2 separate regions of the Gossypium hirsutum genome follow, and region 1 is linked to region 2. A link is a contact called in public Hi-C data. All regions are on one chromosome and are shown on one strand. Each heading gives the region's core, a stretch centred on a gene start, on an enhancer-like site or on the middle of the called end of the contact. The rest is flanking DNA. Distances are from core to core; before and after follow the strand shown.

What was found. A called contact is a pair of places that touch in the nucleus more often than the background predicts.
Region 1: a contact with region 2 is called in a Hi-C map of leaf, with 5 times the contacts expected there. The contact joins the promoter of LOC121219433 here to the enhancer-like site in region 2. A contact is called at or near these places in 17 of 34 Hi-C or Micro-C datasets (anther, callus, hypocotyl and 3 more).

Annotation. Positions count from the first base shown.
Region 1 is chrD07:16,723,678-16,727,381 of Gossypium_hirsutum_v2.1, reverse strand. It overlaps LOC121219433 (BEL1-like homeodomain protein 1), which reads right to left and starts at 2,115. Exons shown (of 5, transcript XM_041097608.1): 1 at 1,879-2,115; 2 at 402-1,474. The coding sequence starts at 1,295.
Region 2 is chrD07:16,648,630-16,652,699 of Gossypium_hirsutum_v2.1, reverse strand. No RefSeq gene overlaps it. Among protein-coding and RNA genes, the nearest start is that of LOC107954107, 17 kb to the right of the region's middle. Within about 2 kb of position 1,874, at least 4 of the 9 cell types and tissues checked have an H3K27ac peak or open chromatin away from gene starts, as enhancers often do. A contact at or near this core is called in hypocotyl and leaf, where this site is marked.

The sequences.
Region 1 (3,704 bases), core at 866-3,365, 74 kb before region 2:
GTTATCGAATGCTTGATCATGACTATGAGGGTCCCAATTTCCCAGAACTAACCTAATTCTATAAAATATAGTTATTATATATCAAACATTATCTTGTCTACTGAATACCAAGCACAGCAAGATTTTTAACTATCAATGGCCTTGGCAGCTATTTAAATCTCTAGGTAGTAGTATAATACTATACACTAGTAACATTTCCATTATGGGTAGCTTAAAACTGTTGCAGAAATATCTGAAATCTTTCTTTCCCTGCATGGAAGTGTAAGAATAATATATCTCTATTTTGCGTGGTAAATTATGGTTTCAGTACAAAGATTTGTTGGGAAATATTAATGATGGGGGTCTTTGATGCGTGTTGGCTTCGAAAATACATGATGGGGATTGGGAAAAGATAAGCGAACCTCATCGAGCATGCTGACAAGTTTTGCCTTCTTCATTTGAAGCTCCTGTCTTTGTGCGGTGGTGAGCTCAGGTCCACGTTGAGCCCCATCTTCACCAGCACTTGAACCTACCGGTTCTTTGTCCGCCTTTATCTTCTCCTTGGTCCCCTCAGACACCTCAGGCTTTATCACTTTCCCCACATTAACAACTTCATCGAGAAGCTCTTGTGCTGCTCTCAAGTACTTTGATCCCAAAACCACACTTTGAACCCCTGGAATCCCATTCGAAACAACAGAAGCCGATGACGGTGAATTCCCAGATATCCTCATTTCATCAGCAGCTGCTGGTGACATAGTTGGAACTTGTCCTTGGATATGATCTGCTTCAACGGTACTTGAACTACAAGGAACTTGTTGGGATGATAGACTCAAGGACAAGCCTTGCCTTGGTGAAACCACCACCGGCCGCAACTGCGACGCAACATCATGGGGCCTGGCGGCCGAGTTATCTACAGCAGTCGACACAATCTGAGGATAGGTACTTGCTGATGAAGTCTGATGATCAATAGTTGAACTTGATCCCCATGAGTTATAATGAACACCGGAGACTATACCATGAAGGGATGATGGACGGTGGGTTTCATTGGAATTGGCCGGTACGATCGAAGCGGTGGGTGTCGGAAGAGGGAGGCCAAGGAGGTGGTGATAGTTGGGTGGTGGCGTGTGGGGAAAGCTTGAAGGGTTTAGCGCGTTGCCGGCGGGGTTCAAGAAGAACAGATTAGTGGCAGCAAATGGTTGGTTTGTGTCAGAGTAGGGTATATAGTTGGGGTTCATGAGATAGAGCGTTTGCATCCCATCAGGTGAAGCAACTGAAGCAGCTTGGAATTCTGAGCTCCCATGAAAGTACGTCGCCATATTGATTTGAAAGCCCCTAAAAAAAAAAGACACTTGTTGCAGTATACGGGAACTGCAAAATTCTTCTTGTTAAATAAAATCTCCAAGGAACTTGGCGAAGAGAAGACTAGAGCTTGACTTGAAGTCAAGAAATCAACCCATTTTGATGTTCAATTCTTGCTTTTTCTTAACTTAATAACCTGTAAAAGAAAGGGAAACCCACAGCAAAAATAAGGAGAGAAGCTTAGCAATCCTGATCTGAAACTGTAACTTGGAAATAATTAAAAGAAAGAAAACTGAGTGAATACTTTGATAGAAGATGACAAAAGAAGAGAGATATAAAATACTGAAGAAAGTTGTTTATGTATAGAAAGAGAAAGATAGGGAAAGATAAGGAAACAATTTTAAGGTATCGGGATAATAGATATGCTCATCAAAGCAAAATAAAAATAATAATAATCTTCAACTTCTGAAAAAAATTAGAAAAGAAACGGGGAAACAGGGAAAAGAACCCATGAGATAAAAGGAAACTAGTACAAAATTTACAGTCCAATTATGGCAAGAAAACACAAGAGAAGGAGAGGATATGCATCTGGCAACTCACACGTTTCTGTCTAAATGTCTGTCATGGAAGAAATCTTTTCAAGCTTTTGGTGGTTTTGATGACCTTGTCAGACTCAGACTCTTTGTTATTTTTCTGCCTTTTTCACCGCATAAATATAACTCAAAGAAAGAGAAAGGCGAGAGATGAGGTTTCAAGATTGCAAGTATGAAAGCAAAGAAAAAGAAAAAGAAATGATACCCTCTAATATCAGGCTTTTGCTGGTTTCTAAATGGGGTTTTGAGGTTGAACTATTTAAAAAGGAAAACAATCACTGTTTGATACATTGTTTTTGCTTTTTGTACACTTACTTTTAATCTTATCTCCAATTAGGTGCGAGCAACAGGCTTGGCTAGGAACCAAATGAAAACTATAATCATAATCCAACTCAAATGTTTCACATCTATATATAATCATTTTATTCATATCACGATAATGAATAAATATGATGTCTGGCAAACAGTCTATGCATATGAAGAGTGTGGTACTTACTGTGTGTGTCTGTGAGGTATTATGGTTGGTAAATCGCAAAGTGTACTTAAAAAGATGTAAGTATTATATATATATAACACTATATGCAAGTCAACTAAGTTATTCGTTATTAAATCTCAAATTTAAATCTCGGAACCCTTTACCCTTTATTTAAAAATTCCCATACATGCAACTGTATATTATGACAAAGAAGAAAAAAGATGTTAAAAGAATGGGGCAGCTGAAAAACACAAGGAAATATCAATTTCTAGAGAAGGCTTTAACAATAATGACCAACAGTAGGAGTAGGAGTAGGAGTAAGAGTTAGAGAAGTGGTTCATCTCTTTGTTGCCTTTTTTAAAGCTTTGTCCATCAGTTGCCTTTTCTTCTGTCCTTTATAATTTATATTTGTGGTAGCAGTGGTATGCAAAGATCTAAAACACACAATTATATTTTACTAGTTACTTAATACACCAACCCTATTAATTACTCAACAGCATCTCAAAAGAAATCTAATTTACATGAAATCAACCTTGACATTTACTGGCATCTTTGTTAATGTGAATAACAACAATGAAAGCTAACTATATCTATTTTTTACCATGATTGTAAAACCAGTTATAGCTAATCAATTGGTTCGATAATTTAATTATATAAATTAAGTTAACTAAAAATCAATTAAAATTAATTCTTTATTTTTTGTCCATTTTTTAATTAAAAAATGAATTTCGTTCTTACCATGTCTTTGATTTTTTCTTGATAATATATTTTTCAAAAAGTTATTTATATTTTTTATTGTTAGGTTAAATTATGTCATAGGTTCCTGTACTCTTCATAAATTAGGAACTTAGTCTCTGTACTTTTATTTCCAAGAATTTAATCTATCTATTTTTCAAATTTTAAGATTCAAGTCTAATTGTTAACACTGTTATTTTTTCTATTAAATTTGTTGTGTGACATTTTAAAATAATAAAAAAAATCATGTGGTAGCATTTTAACTAAAAATTTGACAGTGTAATGAACTTGAATTTAACAAAATGATTTTAATAATATTAACAGTTGGACCTGAATTTTGAAATAAAATAAAAAAAGTAGAAGAACTAAATTCCTAGAAATGAAGGTATAAGTGCTAAATTTCAAATTTAGTAAAAACACATGAACATTTGACATATTTCAATCTAATTAATTTTAATATTGTAAAACGATTACAACTAACATTAAGATCGAACTTTGACCTTGATCCAATTCATTTTATTTTTTCAACCACAGTAATGACCTTAAGGCTTCCTTTGGGTCATCGGTAAGATTGACTATGGTGAGGTTAAAAAAAAACGATGGTGATAAGATTAGTTACTGTA
Region 2 (4,070 bases), core at 625-3,124:
ACCAATCTGCTCTTTGATCTAAGGTAGGACTAATTTATCTATTTTTGTAGTAAAAGAAATAAATGTAATCTAACTCCTAATATAAAAGCCTCCATAATACTTTTACCTGATTAGATACATATTAATACCTTATAAAACAGACACGTTTCTAGCTTTAAAAAATAAACCAGCAGCGTGTAGGCAATGAGGCCACATCAACACTTTGTCCTGCTTGGCTAAGCATACCGGAAAACAATACTTCGCTACTCAATAATTTATAATATGTAACATCAAAAGCACCCTAAAGAAAAATTAGATACGAAATTTCATCAATCTTCATAACCAATGCCCTATTTTGTGGAAATTTCTTTTTATATATTAAAAAAATCTCACTAAAAAAGAATTTGAACTATCCTCATCAAAATTTTTTCTTTGACATGCATTGAAAAGGATATATAATACATGGTATCTATCACTCTATACATATACAAATTTTGTAGCTAGTGCAACTTGTATGTGAAAAAGAAAAGCAAGAAAGTTATTATCACCATATAAACTAATCAAAGGAATTTAGAAAGCTACTTGGCCTACTTCTCAAGCTCCCTCCCTTCTTTAAGAACAAAATATTTTATTTTATGGCCATTAATGATTAGAAAAGCTTATAAAAATACTTAACTAAACAAATGAACTTTAGGAATATTTACATATGTGCATTCTACATGGTTTAGGAGGCTTGGTGGTGCTTCACAAAGTCTGGACAATATATATAATATTAGTAAAAAGTGATGAGATACTGCACCAACAAATTCTGAAAAAGTAGTCAGTTTACAAAGGCCACACATGTCATAGATTGTCCCTATGTGTAATACAAGGTCATACTCGCACTCCATGAATTGTTTATTTTCTTTCTTTCTTTCTTTCTTTCTTTGGGTTTTGTTTTTTTACTTTTAACTTCTATTATTACTTCATGATGATATTTCAAGATTTAATTCTCTCATTTAATTTTTTTTTACATTTCATTCGATTAATTTTTAATTTATAATTGAAGTCTAATTAATAATATCATAAACAAATTATGTTAAAGAAAATTACGTGACATTTTTAAAATAAAAAAAATTGCTCAAAATTAAAAAAATGTTAAATCTAAGTTTGTAAGCACTATTTCAAAAAAGCAAATGAAAGTTACTGTTTTTTTTCCTTACATGACTTGTGCTACATTTTGAATATGCCACTTGAGCAACTTTTTAATTTTTAAAAGGTTAGATGGTCTAATTTAATAGAATTTCTTTGATAGCCTTATTCATTGGATTTTAATTGTTAAACCAAAAGAGTAAAGAGAAAAATAGTAGGACTAAATTTTGAAATGTTCAAAGCATAGGGAGTGGGAGCAGAATTAGGCCTATTTAAAACCCATGATATTGTAGTCTTTCTTCTGTTACTTAGTAAATCATTTCTTTAAAAACTTTTTTTGGTCCTAGTTTATAAGGAAAATTATTATAGCTCCCAAATCAAAGTCATTGTCAGAGTCCAACTCATAAATATAATTGCCATTTAAGCTGTTCAGAAATTTTAAACCAAAATTTTAGCTAGTATTATATTTGTTGATGGAGTCGAGCAGTTCAACTGGCTCTACGCACTTCGCTAGAACTGGGCTAACCCTTGGTAAGTATTTTTTACTCTTGTTTAATCTAAATTATAATATATATAATAAAAATTTAATATTAAATAAAAATGAATAACATAAAGTACAGTTTCACTATCTTCAATCTTTTTACATATTGTTGAAATTAGTTCAATTCTTATTCTATTTTAGTACCCCTAAATACCTCTAACTAGTCCGACAGGAAAATAGTTGAAAGAAGTCCAACTCATACATTCTATGGCTATCAACTTCAACTTAAGGCCCAAATTAGATTGGGTCTGAGTTAACCGTTCACATGCACATTAACCTTACTCCCCAACACATCCTTAGAAAATAAGTTCCCCAACCAACCTTTGAATATTGATTAGGATCTTTTAGGGGCTCCCCTTGATTTGGAACAAACTTGACACTAAGATCCATAAGGGTTTCCATTGGTTTATAGTCTAGCATCCCTGTTCCTCTAGATATCCAAAGCTTACTTTCTCTAAGAGATAGTAATGCATGTTGTTGATTGAGCCACCTTAATGCTTGTTGTTTCATTGTTTTCTGCTTGGAAACTCAAAGGGGCTTTTTGGCTAGCTCCATGGCTATACGAGAGAGCAGAGCTTGTTGTCTTAATTTTTGTTGATGGTTTTGTGTGTGGCCATCTGTTTTGAATCTTGCTTTGGGCTTTTTTTTTATTGTCTTTTACTCTTGTCCTCTCTTTGCTCTCTTTTGAAAGTGAGTTGGTCGGTAAAAGTATTAGGAAATCTTCTATACATGTTTTTGTCTTTCTATTAAAAATTTTTTTAATAAAGAACTAATTTGTGCATTTCGAAATGTATAATGACTAATTTATTTAGTAGAGACTAAAATACAACATCTAATTACAAGATTTCCTTAATACTTTTACCCGAGTTAATGTTATTTCAAAATATCATAATCATAAATTATTAAATATTTCAAATTTATATATGATATATAATACGTGTTTAATGTATTATATTAATGATTTTAATTGCTTTGTATTTTTTATGCATCATACATGTTCCATACTTACGTATTTGGACTCTTTAATTATTATACTTATGGGTGTGATACCACAACCACTTTCTTATTTACTTAAAGTAAAGAACTCCATGTTTAAAAAAAACAATCAATATTTCAATGTTGAAATCATTTAAAAATAGGTAAATAGAACCTTTAACTTTATAAAAAAAAGTTATTTTTTCTTTTCATTTTATTTTTTTTAGTTTTTGAATTTTCGTTGTTTGTTCAATCACCCCAAAATATATGGAAAATGTAATATTTTTTAATTTTGTTGACGTAACATACACATAGATTACCACATGAACCACGCGGATGCCACATCAGTGAGTAATTAATTTTTTAAAGTTTAAAATTTTTAAAATTTTTAAAAATTATTTTAAAAATAGAAATTATATAAAATTATTTTTTAAATATTTTTAATTTTAAAAAATAATTAATTGCATACATGTGGATTGCCACGTGGATGCCACATCAGGAAAGTTAGCAAACGTTGACTTTTTCATCCATTTGGGATGAATTGACAAACAATACAAGTTTAATGGTTAAAAGAGGCGAAAAATTAAATGAAGAGTTAAAATGAATTTTTTTTATTTTTGTAAAATTGAAGGGTCAAATAAATAATTATGCTTAAAAATTATAACTATATTTGTGATTAAGGAAATTATTTAATACACTAACGGTGGAATCTTTATACTTCATAAATTAGGGGTTGACAAATGTGAATATAGTAAAACATTAAAATATATATATATCATTTTTTTGAAACTACTTATAAAACAAAAACAAAAAAAAAAACATTATTAGTGTACCAAATAACCACACTCATAATTATACATGATTTGCTCCAGAACCATCTTGATTTTGTGGGTTGAAAATGTCTTTTGAAAAATTGCACTAAGTTTGGAAAGGTGATCCATAATTTATGTAATCATAGTTTAATATCAAACCTCACAAATTATTAATTTCAATTTTATAAAAAAATATATAATACGTCATATTAAGGGCTCCAGATATTAGCTATTTCTACTAACAATTCTGAACCCCATAGGTATAACAAATAAGGCTATAAGCTTATCTAAAAAAAGACTGGTACGTTTATGTTGGAATGATATGATATGTATATAAATCCACAAAAATATTAAAATTTATATAATATAAGTTATCAATTTATTAAAATTATATAAATATAAAACATTTTAGATCTAATTATGAAATAAAATTATTTAAAATAGAACATAAAGTCTTAAGAATTCAAAACAAATGCACACATTATCTTACTGTGCGTGTAAATACCTAACAGGTTACCTCCTACCACCAAGAAAGTTGTAAAATAGCACACGCGGACCTTTAATAGAGTCGGCAGCTAGTGCGTTAGTGATCACTGCCCATAATATGAATATCTTTGTGTAATTTATCTATT